Regions from separate parts of the Bombyx mori genome. Here region 1 is linked to region 2. The links are chromatin contacts, called in public Hi-C maps. All regions are on one chromosome and are shown on one strand. Each heading gives the region's core, a stretch centred on a gene start, on an enhancer-like site or on the middle of the called end of the contact. The rest is flanking DNA. Distances are from core to core; before and after follow the strand shown.

Evidence for each region. A called contact is a pair of places that touch in the nucleus more often than the background predicts.
Region 1: a Hi-C map of whole pupa shows a contact between it and region 2, with 5 times the contacts expected there. The contact joins the enhancer-like site here to the promoter of LOC101738240 in region 2. A contact is called at or near these places in 2 of 7 Hi-C or Micro-C datasets (both in whole pupa).

Annotation. Positions count from the first base shown.
Region 1 is chr25:10,654,306-10,660,113 of ASM3026992v2, reverse strand. Dsx (doublesex) reads left to right here. Exons shown (of 5, transcript NM_001111345.1): 3 at 3,610-3,707; 4 at 3,709-3,827. The coding sequence ends at 3,765. Among protein-coding and RNA genes, the nearest start is that of LOC101738240, 67 kb to the right of the region's middle. Within about 2 kb of position 3,778, at least 6 of the 8 cell types and tissues checked have open chromatin away from gene starts, as enhancers often do.
Region 2 is chr25:10,586,286-10,592,034 of ASM3026992v2, reverse strand. LOC101738240 (protein UXT homolog) reads left to right here and starts at 1,328. Exons shown (of 1, transcript XM_062676197.1): 1 at 1,328-2,027. The coding sequence starts at 1,466. The coding sequence ends at 1,921.

The sequences.
Region 1 (5,808 bases), core at 2,529-5,028, 66 kb before region 2:
CTGATGGTGAGTGATCACCGATGGTTATTACAACTGCTCGAATGGCAATTGAACTAACGAAATCTACTGCCCGTACTATTGTCTATGTTACTATTTGAATTTATTTTTTATTTTTTTATTGCTTATATGAGTGGACGAGCTCACAGCCCACCTGGTATTAAGTGGTTACTGGAGCCCTTAGACATCTACAACGTAAATGCGCCACCCACCTTGAGATATAAGTTCTAAGGTCTCATGTTTTAGTTACAACGGCTGCCCCACCCTTCAAACCGAAACGCATTACTGCTTCACGGCAGAAATAGGCAGGGCGGTGGTACCCACCCGCGCGGACTCACAAGAGGTCCTACCACCAGTAACTACGCAAATTATAATTTTGCGGGTTTGATTTTTATTACACGATGTTATTCCTTCACCGTGGAAGTCAATCGTGAACACTTGTTAAGTACGTATTTCATTAGAAAAATTGGTACCCGCCTGAGATTCGAACACCGGTGCATCGCTCAGCACGAATGCATCGGACGTCTTATCCGTTAGGCCACGACGAATCGAAATAAAGTACGTTTTGAAATAATCAAAGTAACAAACACTGATCTTTATAACAAAAGAAAAAAAGAAAAAAAAATCGCAACGACATAACATTAACTGACACATTGTGTTTTTGTTTTTGTATGCTATAACCGTATTTAATCACACTATAACATTATAATACAATAAAGCAAACATCGTGCCCTTTGCGATAACATTTGATTAATTATGATTAATTAGCGTACACGACTCCATAATAATTGTTGAGATAATTTCAAATAGCCGAGTTATTAACATAATTATATGCGTTGTTTTATCAAAACTAAGACTATTTTCTATTTGTAACTGATAGGCACTACCTCATTACAGAATAAGCGCATTAATAAATAAGCATCAATAAAATTAATAGTTTAGTCTGTTAAGATAATAATCATTCCAATAAAAAAACCGAACCTTAGAATTTATAATCTGATAGTACTTACATGCTTGCGTACGTACATAAATCTATATATTAATACGTGAAGTAAAAACTTTGTATCCGTTTTTACGAAAATTGCGCGGACGGAGGAGTATGAAATTTTCCACACTTATAGAGAAGATAGAGAAGAAGCGCACAATGCTAATATTTTTTTTAAATAATGCATAAAAGATACATTAAATCAATAAAGAAAACATTACACACACTACATACCATGTATTTGACGCACACACGCATGCATACTATTTATTGTCAAACTTTTGTTCTTGACGTCTGTTGTCAAATTGAGAATAGATTAAATATTGTTTGTCTTTGTTAATATTTTTTATAGTGTAGTCTTGGCAAAATTTGTGATTATAGAAGTATAAAATACAATCATAATAGTGTACAAACTTACAATTCCAATTAATTATAGTCGAATTTCGACAACTGCGGGACCTCTAGTTTATACAAATTTCGAACATGCTGATTCTAATATTGGTTACGAAGTCATTGCTAATTTAAAATCCTTGAGATCTCACTAGTGGAATTTAGTTTGAATTTATTCTGTAGTCGTCGTGGCCTAAAGGATAAGACGTCCGGTGCATTCGTATGTAACGATGCACCGGTGTTCGAATCCCGCAGGCGGGTACTAATTTTTCTAATGAAATACGTATTTAACAAATGTTCACGATTGACTTCCACGGTGAAGGAATAACATCGTGTAATAAAAACCAAACCCGCAAAATTATAATTTGCGTAATTACTGGTGGTAGGACCTCTTGGGAGTCCGCACGGGTAGGTACCACCACCCCGTCTATTTCCGCCGTGAAGCAGTAATGCGTTTCGGTTCGAAGGGTGGGGTAGCCGTTGCAACTATACTGAGACCTTAGAACTTATATCTCGAGTTAGGTGGCGCATTTACGTTGTAGATGTCTATGGGCTCCAGTAACCACTTAACACCAGGTGGGCTGTGAGCTCGTCCACCCATCTAAGCAATAAAAAAAAAGGTGTAATTATACCTTTATCTGTTAAATCGAAAACTTGGCTAAAACTTACTATCGATCGAACATACGATGATTCTAATCACACGTTTTTTTTTTTCATATCGTCTCCCAATTTGACAAAGGAATATTCATGCTGCACTGTAAAATTAGATAGACATTAAACTGTGTTGGTTTATAAAAAAAGAATTCAGTGCATACTAAGACTTGTACTGTTATTATGTGATAAAGATAGATAAGGAGTTTTGAATTACAAATCTGATCTTTGCAAACATTTTAAACAATCATCCGATAGATTGAATCGTTTATGTCATACCCGCTTTTTACTTTTCATCTCCAAGCACTAGTTACTTTTGTAACAAATTTTTCAGATCTTATCTGCCTACAAATGTCTTGGTCTGGATTACCATTGCTCAAGATGTTCATTGCTGTTTATCTAGAAATAAGATTGGAGCGGTGACGAGTTACAAATTTAAATGTACTCAAAATACAATCATTGCTTTCAGTCTTCGTGGCATAGATCTGAGAAAGAGCTCACCTAACAGAGACCACCTAATTGTTGAGTGGTAACAAGGGTCCATAGATGTCAGTCACAACGTTATTCCCGCCGACCCGTCTTGAAACATGATATACATGTCTCAATTGTGTAGTAGTAACGTATACTCGTAGCTATTTTATATTTCATTAGAAAAATGGGTACCTGCAAGCGGGATTCGAACCCGGGTACAGTCGCATTGCTTCCTACGAATGCACCTGGCGTCTTATCCTTTAGGCCACGACGACTTCAAATTTCAAGATAATTTAAGACAGTAAAATATTACGTTTAAAATTACTGTCGATTTTATTTATAAAACTAAAGCCTACACAGAAACGGGAGTAAATATTTTTGATCCAGTGTTCTGCGAGCTACACCTTCGGCATCGCAATGAGGAAATCGTTCGATTTCCGGAAGACATAAGTGAGTACAGACCATCGCATTGCCAATGTCGTTTAAGCCATTATTTTGGATTTATTAGAAATACTCTTGCAAATTAATTTATTGTTCAATCAATGCTATAGCGAACGATACGTTAAACGCTGTAACTTATTTATTGATTGATATTAATTTAAATAAAAAATACGGTAGGCGATGCGGCATCTATCACAAAACAAATTCAATTCAAACATAAAATAGAAAGAACTAATCTTCTATAAAGAAATCGGATTATTGATTACAAAACTGTTAAGATGACGCATGGCCTAAACCAGCGATCGGGGAACTTTTTTAATTATTACCCTAAAATATTTTTATGTAAGTTGATATTACCGATGGCGAAGAACAACAAAAAAAAAAACGAAATCGCTTCTTTTTAGCATCTTTCATATTATAGACCCCACGATAATTTTAAATCACAACGATTATAAAGAAGTTTCACTTCAATATATACTTTTTACTCACAAAAGTTTCATTTTTACCCCATTTGGGATAATTTAGCCCGGTTCCCCCCCCGACCGCTGGCCTAAACGTATCACCGACAATAGCTAAAATAACAAGGTACGTTCGATTTGCCGAGCTGAACTAACATTACACAGCTTTGCATTATTCATATGTACATTGCGACTGAAACGTCCGGACCGTTACAGGTTATTGGATGATGCATCAATGGCGATTGCAGCAGTATTCGTTGTGCTACGGAGCGCTGGAGTTGTCGGCGCGCAAGGATGTGGCCGCGCTATGTTGCTCTCCGAGATACGTGCTGGCGCCCGAGGTCCCGCCGCGTCTGGTGCCCCTCCAGCTGACGACGGGGCGACACTCGCCACGGCCCGCGCCCTTGTAGCGACGACACTGCGCGCCGATACAGGTAAACTGGTCACACATGTATAGCCCACTGAGTATCTCGCTGGATCTTCTCAGGGGGTCGCGTTTCTGATCCGGTGGTAGTTTTTTTTTGCTTAGATGTGTGGACGAGTTCACAGCCCACCTGGTGTTAAGTGGTTACTGGAGCCCATAGACATCTACAACGTAAATGCGCCACGTACCCTGAGATATAAGTTCTAAAGTCTCCAGTATAGTTACAACGGCTGGCCCACCATTCAAACCGAAACGCATTAATGCTTCACGGCAGAAATACGCAGGTGGTACGATGGTACCTACCCCGTGCGGACTCACAAGAGGTCCTACTACCAGTAATTACGCAAATTATAATTTTGCGGGTTTGATTTTTATTACACGATGTTATTCCTTCACCGTGGAAGTCAATCGTGAACATTTGTTAAGTACGTATTTCATTAGAAAAATTGGTACCTACTCGCGGGATTCAAACACCGTTGCATCGCTAGATACGAATGCACCGGACGTCTTATCCTTTAGGCCACGACGACTTCTGTGAACCACTGCTCTTGCTAGGGCTAGTGTTCGCAAAATTCTCTCAGGTGACCCCGTAAGCTCACCTACCCGTCCAGGCGTAGCTGAAATAGCCTCTTAGGCTACCAAAGAATAGGTAGGGGGAAAATACATCTAACATTACAACAATCTGACTAAGCTTATTTTGTATCCGCACAAAAACCTAAGAAACACAATTTTTTTAGAAATCGAATAAAATAATTGTTAATTTTCGATAATAATTAAAGAGTCCATTCCCGACGGATCCTCATTAAATTAATTAACAGCGTACCTACTACAATGTCAACTAAATATACACGGAAAGAAATCATTTTAACGTTTTCAAACCTAAGACCACCAATCAATTTTGAATTAGCTTTGAATCAAAGGAATAACAAGTGGTCTGCTAATAAAGTAATTTGTGCACTCGAGCCCGTCTCTTTGTCATTGCCTCTACATTGTAGCGTATTATTTGCGATTTAATTCACCGCAATCAAAGAGTAGCCACGAACTTCAATATTGTTTAAAGCAGACCTAATGACATGTTATTATGAAAATGGCCTTTAATTACACACCCGTGCTTGTAGCTGATGCACGAATCTTTTTTAAAACCTAGTTTGTTATATTGTATATTCATATTTGTTTTTAATTTACACGACTGAGGCATTGATTACGTGATCTCAGATTTCACTAAACATTAAATTTAGTGCTCGAAGGGTCAACCAAAATAATTTGTTTGAATTGCTAATTTACAAAAACAATATATCTTACTATAATCCCATTACCCGAATGTGTCGTACCTATAACGAACTGGCAAGGTCGTCACCTGAGTTAGATATTTTTACTTGTTAGTTACGTTTAGAAAAATGTTCAAGGACATCCTCCACGTTAGTAATAGGTAGGTTAATGTAATTGTTTAATGTATTATATTGTGTATAATTTTTTTTTCCTTACATTATTCGTTAGATTAGTTTTTGTTATTGTGTTGTTTTGTCATAATTGTAAAGAACGTTGTTATACAAATTCAGCACTATATGTCTTGTTTTGTCGTGCGCACATAACTTATGTTGCAGGCCAGATTTTGTTTTTTTCTATTTGTGTTTTTTATGTATCTTTAGCTTGTGATGTGTATTGTGAGCCTAATAAAATAAATAAATTAAAATTTAATTGAACCTCTGGGTTTCTGCCTTAAAGTCGAATTCTTTATTGCATTGGCTGCCCTAGGTTTTAAAGCGGAAACATTACGATAAATGGTGGTTTACTGGTGGTAAGACCTCTTGTGAGTCCGCACGAGTAGGTATCACCGCCCCGCCTATTTCTGTCGTAAAGCAGTAATGCGTTTCGGTTTGAAAGGCGGTGCAGCCGTTGTAACTATTCTGAGACCTTAGAACTCATATATCAAGGTAGGTGGCGGGTAAATCCCGCGTTGTAGATGTCTATGGGCTCCGGTAACCACTTAA
Region 2 (5,749 bases), core at 79-2,578:
CACTTAGGCCGCTAAGCTTCTCATTGATTCTCAGCGGATTGTGATTTAAATCCGCGGGTGGATGTACACGCGAAGCATTTGCCTTGGAGCTGCTTGGCATTCCCTCCCTCTCTTCGTGGCTTTCGAGTTTGCTCGCTTCTCTTAGTGACTCGCCAAGGTCTGCGGGTCAAACGCTATCCTTCCACGGCCAAAAAAGCGTTAAGCTCAAATCAGACTAATACACTAAGACAACAATATTTTATGATTTGAATGTTATTTGAAAATTTCGAAATTATTTAATGAAATGTCTGAGCAGTTAATTACAAAATAAATTAGTAAAAAATTAATTGTTGACAATTTGCATTTTAGTAATTGAAATACATGTATGAGCACGCCATCTAGCGTAAGTACTATGAACTTGAGCTCCATTAAGTTGGATTATAGTTTTTAGGGAATTAACAAGGTAGCAGTTTTTTTTAGCATGGCTATCGAATTTTAGGGACTAATCAAAGTATCGACATTTATGTATGTACCGACGTTGGTAGCTTAAGGAAAACTTTTAGGAAAGTGGAGAAATAAAATATCTAACTAATGGATATAAATGTCATTAAGGTTTTTAAGCATGTGATTTTGAATGACAAGACTATCTAGGAAATACCGAAAGAGGCACAATATTGCGATTTCTGTTAAATTCAAAATTCATAAAATGTTTTAACCACATTGAAAAAAAAGACAAGAGAATAAACCGTAAAAGTCACTACAACTACCGAAAACCGAATAATTTAGATTGAAAAAATTATATTATATATTATATTAGTGGTTAAATATCTAAATGGAGTTTAAGCGATGTATTGAAATAAAAACCAGTGTTTTCCAAGAATCAGTTTATGCAGATTATAGAGCATCACTATGATACGATGAGTAGTGACTCAATCTTTTTAAATTTTGAACTTTGAAATACAGAAATAGATTTTTTGGCGGGAACGGGAGGAGTGAAGTTGTATGATTTATTTTATTTTGTTTATTTAGTGTTTCTCCAGGGGTAAATGTGTAATAGCGGTGGTTTATTAACTGTTTAGTATCTGTGAAAGTGCACAAATGTGGAAAAATGAAACAAAGCCGCTGAACGTAACTTCTCGGGATCATCCAAAAGTCCACTGAAAAAGTCTCAATAAATGACCACCTTTTTACTGAGATTATATTTCGTACCATATTACCTTATCTCATTTCAGTTCATTTCACTCAATATTATCATTTTTCATAAAAATAAGAATATAAATTAAAATAAGATATGACCTAAAGGTCCTAGTTACCAGGTCATAAAATTCCTTAATTTTTTTATCACAAGTTGACTAAAAAATTGTTTGAATTTGATTGATAATTAAACGTGTTTTCTCAGTATTTACACCGTTACCGTAAAATTAAATAAATCAATATTGAACTTGAATATTCTCACATAAGTAGATCGAAAATTTATAACCTTAAAATGGCACAAACAAATATAGACGACACCGTAACAAGATACGAAAATTTCATAAACGAAGTACTAAAAGAAGACCTCAGAGAACTAGAAACGAAATTAGAGTTTTTTAATAATGAAGTTTCAGATTTAATACAACAGAAGCACACATTAAAAGTGTTAACAAACAAAAATATTCATCCCACCGGTTTCAAGACACAAGTTAACGTTGGTTGTAATTTCTTCATGGAGGCGTCAGTGTCCAAAACCGATACGTTGCTTGTGAACATCGGATTGAATCACTACATAGAATTTAAATTATCAGAAGCCAACAGATTTTTGGAGGCGAGAATAAAGTCTTATGAAAAAAAATCTCATGAGGTACGTCTCAGGGCAGCACAGGTTTCTGCACACATTAAGTTGATGTTATACGGTATTTCCGAATTACAAAACAGAAACAATAGTGATGGTTCTAGTACTTAAAGCAACTGTGTGAATAATTTGGAGTAAAACTGTTATTATGTTCGGTGTACTATGTTTCATAGAATTTTTATCAAGATAAATGTATTTTAGTTTGTAAAATCATAAACGATATATATTCATTTATGTTTCGTAAATGACTAAATAATAAGTCAGTTATGGTGCAGTCGTTAGCGCCTCTGACTGTGTCGCTGAGGGATGTGGGTTTGTTTCCCACATTGAGCAATTATTCGTGTGATGAACAGGTTTGTTTCCCCTTCATCTGGGTGTTTATTATTTATATATTTAACTATATGTCAGTCTCTAGTACCCATAACACGGAACCCTAGCTTGGGGCCACATAATTGTATCATTTGTTCACAGTTATTTATTTTTATTACTTATTTACTGGTGTGTCATGATTGATTTAATCACATAGATTTGGTATTGAGTTTGGAATTAAAAACATTGTCCCACAAACAAATAATTAGCATTGATGAATAATTGAGTGTTCATTTGGGATATTTTTTATAATTTTGCATCAAATTTGGTGTTGGATTGATGACATTGTCCTCAGTGATTGAGAGTGATGTTAATACCATATTTGTGCTTCATAATACTCCAAAATGGGGATATCTTTGTGTTAACCTATATCTGTATGTGTTCATTTTAATACTCAAGTTGAAATGACTGAGTGACAGAAAATAATTATCCAAATTTAGGTAAAAGTAAGGAGTATAGAGAGCAGTTGTCCTGCTATATACAATATATTTATAAGATGTTGCAAAATTGTTACTGATATAGTTTTGATGTATCTTTTATGTCTATTGCATGACTGTCGTGTTTAATTGTAAACTGTAAAACTACATTTTGTCTCTTTAATACCCAAACCGTTCACAAATAATAATTATTTACACTTGCACTACATTTACATTTCTAGTTTCTTTCATAACATATCATCATTGAAGTTGAATAGATTGGCTGAGGTGCCTTTTTTCATTAATACCAACTGTTCTGTAATATATCTATTGCAGCACAGAAACTATATCATGAAGTGTTTTGAATTATTCTCTCACTTAGATATTATATTTTTTACAGCTGTTTTAAAGCCTAAAATAAACCTATTTACAGTACAGTATAACTTCAGCAAATCAATATTAGAAAAATATTAAGACTAATCAAGTGTTTTTGATTGCGTAGAGCACTCTAATCTCTTAGCAAGGTTAGAAATCGCCAGAATTGATTTAAATAATAATATTTTATGGCTACATCTGACACAAAATTTCAATTAAAATTGAACAAGGAACTCATAGTAGAAGTTCTGCCCATCTCTATTTAGCACACAAGCTTTTGAAATTCTTTTTTTTTTTTTTTTTTTATTGCTTCGATGGGTAGACGAGCTCACAGCCCACCTGATGTTAAGTGGTTACTGGAGCCCATAGACATCCACAACGTAAATGCGCCACCCACCTTGAGATACAAGTTCTAAGGTCTCAAGTATAGTAACGACGGCTGTCCCACCCTTCAAACCGAAACGCATTACTGCTTCACGGCAGAAATAGGCAGGGTGGTGGTACCCACCCGCGCGGACTCACAAGAGGTCCTACCACCAGTATTATTCTACCTATACTTTAGTAAAACTACTATTTCCTAATAAAGTATCCAATTATTAATCTATTCTAGTCTACTATCCTTGCGAAGTGTACATACAGCTTAATAATGTACCTATCAAATGTATTAATTCATTTTCTAATGGGAAACCAACAGTGTCACATTAGTTATTTATTCTAGCAGTTATTCAGTTATGTAATTCATATTCTGTCAAACCCCTTGTTTAAAGTTTCTAATGAAATTATATTATGGGGATCTGTTGATGTGATAATAATTTAATTATGTATATGTATATACATTTGTATATAAATTAATTTTAAGTGTAGACTGAATTATGAAAGTCATAAGCTAAGATGATGTGTAGACTCATTCTAAAATTATAAAAATAACCAGTACTGAGTTTGTGGTAGCAATTTTTCAAATGTAAATAATGTAGTTTTAAAATTGATCAAATTTATTAGTTTTTGTGTACGCTTATAAATAATAATCAAGTTGCCATTTCTAGAACAAAACTATTATAATAAAAATCTAAGAAAAGTTTGGGTTATCAAAGAATTTGTGAAATTTAGTAAACTCTTTGTAGTACCAGTGAGCATTAAAAACTCACACTCATGTCAGTAAAATCGTTAAGAGATTATTTTCCTCATGTATCAAAATGGCTGGCAGATTTCGCATTGTTCTGTCTGGATTCCAGAAACCGCCTTTACACCAGGTGGTCGGTGAGTTGTCTTGTAACCATAATGGACTGTTAATTAGCTGCTTACAATGATTATGATTTGTTAGGTTTTTTTTTCCTTCCTATTCGCCTAAGAGGTTATTCCAGCTACGCCCGGACGGGTAGGTGAGCTCACAGGCTCAACCTGAGAGATTTGCTTACACTAGCCCTAGTAAGAGCAGTGCTTCGCAGAATCTACGACCGGATCAGAAACGCGACCCACTGAGAAGATCCGACGAGACACTCAGTGGGCGGTGGCTGTGGGTTAGTTCGCTACGGACCTAGCTTGAGTTCGGTGACTGGTGATTGAGAGGCCTAAAAGCACTGAGGGTGATTCCGGGGATTCGACAAGACATGTATCGAGCGACGACGGCTTTGTCGCGTTTGGATAAGATTGTTAGATTATGTGATAAGAAATACAACTAAAGAACTATTGGTGTATTAAATGATGCGAAGCTCTTTTTGTTTTATTATTATTTCAGAACTAATTAGCCCATATTAAACTGCGAATTATAGGTAATTCCTATTCAAACGTACACTGAGCAAGTAATCACTACGTTCAAATGTACATTTTTATTGAGGAGTATGTATAGGTATGTATAATTTAAAAATGCAGTATCCACAACAGACGGTGTGTCTTTTGAACGCGGTTTGTGTTTTTACTTTTTAGTACCTACCCAGAGAGTTGTTTAAATCGGTGATCTACCTTTAATAACATTTGGTCATTTTAAAGTGTAGGTACCTACTTATCTGTCATATATCTTAAATATTAGGTATGTACCTTTGATAATTTATTCTTAGTTATTGAACATTATCGTAAACAACAATATTTTTTTTTCAAATATGGATTTTCTGCCACCAAGCTGTCATGACGGCAGTTTTGCTGTACTTTTGTAATTTGAAAAAATTTGCCGCTGAAGCAAACCGATTTCTCAGCCAATCCTTCAAATGACAATGTTGTCTATTTTTTTCGAAATGCGAGTAATAATAGTTTGTGCGGTTAAGAAGTGGTAATTTTGACGCGGAATACAAAGTTGGCCTGGGCAGCCAAAAAAGACCAAAGAATTTGAGGCATTACTCTATAACACTTGTTGTCAAACTCAACAAGAGCTTGCAAAACATTGAGAGCTATTCAAGCAGCAATCCCAAAATGTTTGCAATCAGCAGGATTTATCCAAAGTCCAAAGAAAAATCGGTACCATTACCATATGAATTTAGTCCGAGAGACCTTGAAAGATGATTTTGCGTGTTCGTGATGCTTTAAAAGAAAATCATTTTTGCATCGAAATATTGTTTAACGATGAAAAATATATCCATTACGGTAGCTTTTTGTTTTCCCTACCTAAGCTGATGGTCAGACCATATCAGCGTAAACGGGTGAGTAGGTGAGCTCACGGGGCTCAAACCTGACGTTGTTGCTAACACGAACTCTAGCAAGAGCCGTGCTTCGCAGAGTCTACCACTCTAAGCCACCGGATCGGAAACGCGACCCACTGAGAAGATCCGGCAAAAAACTCAGTGGGATG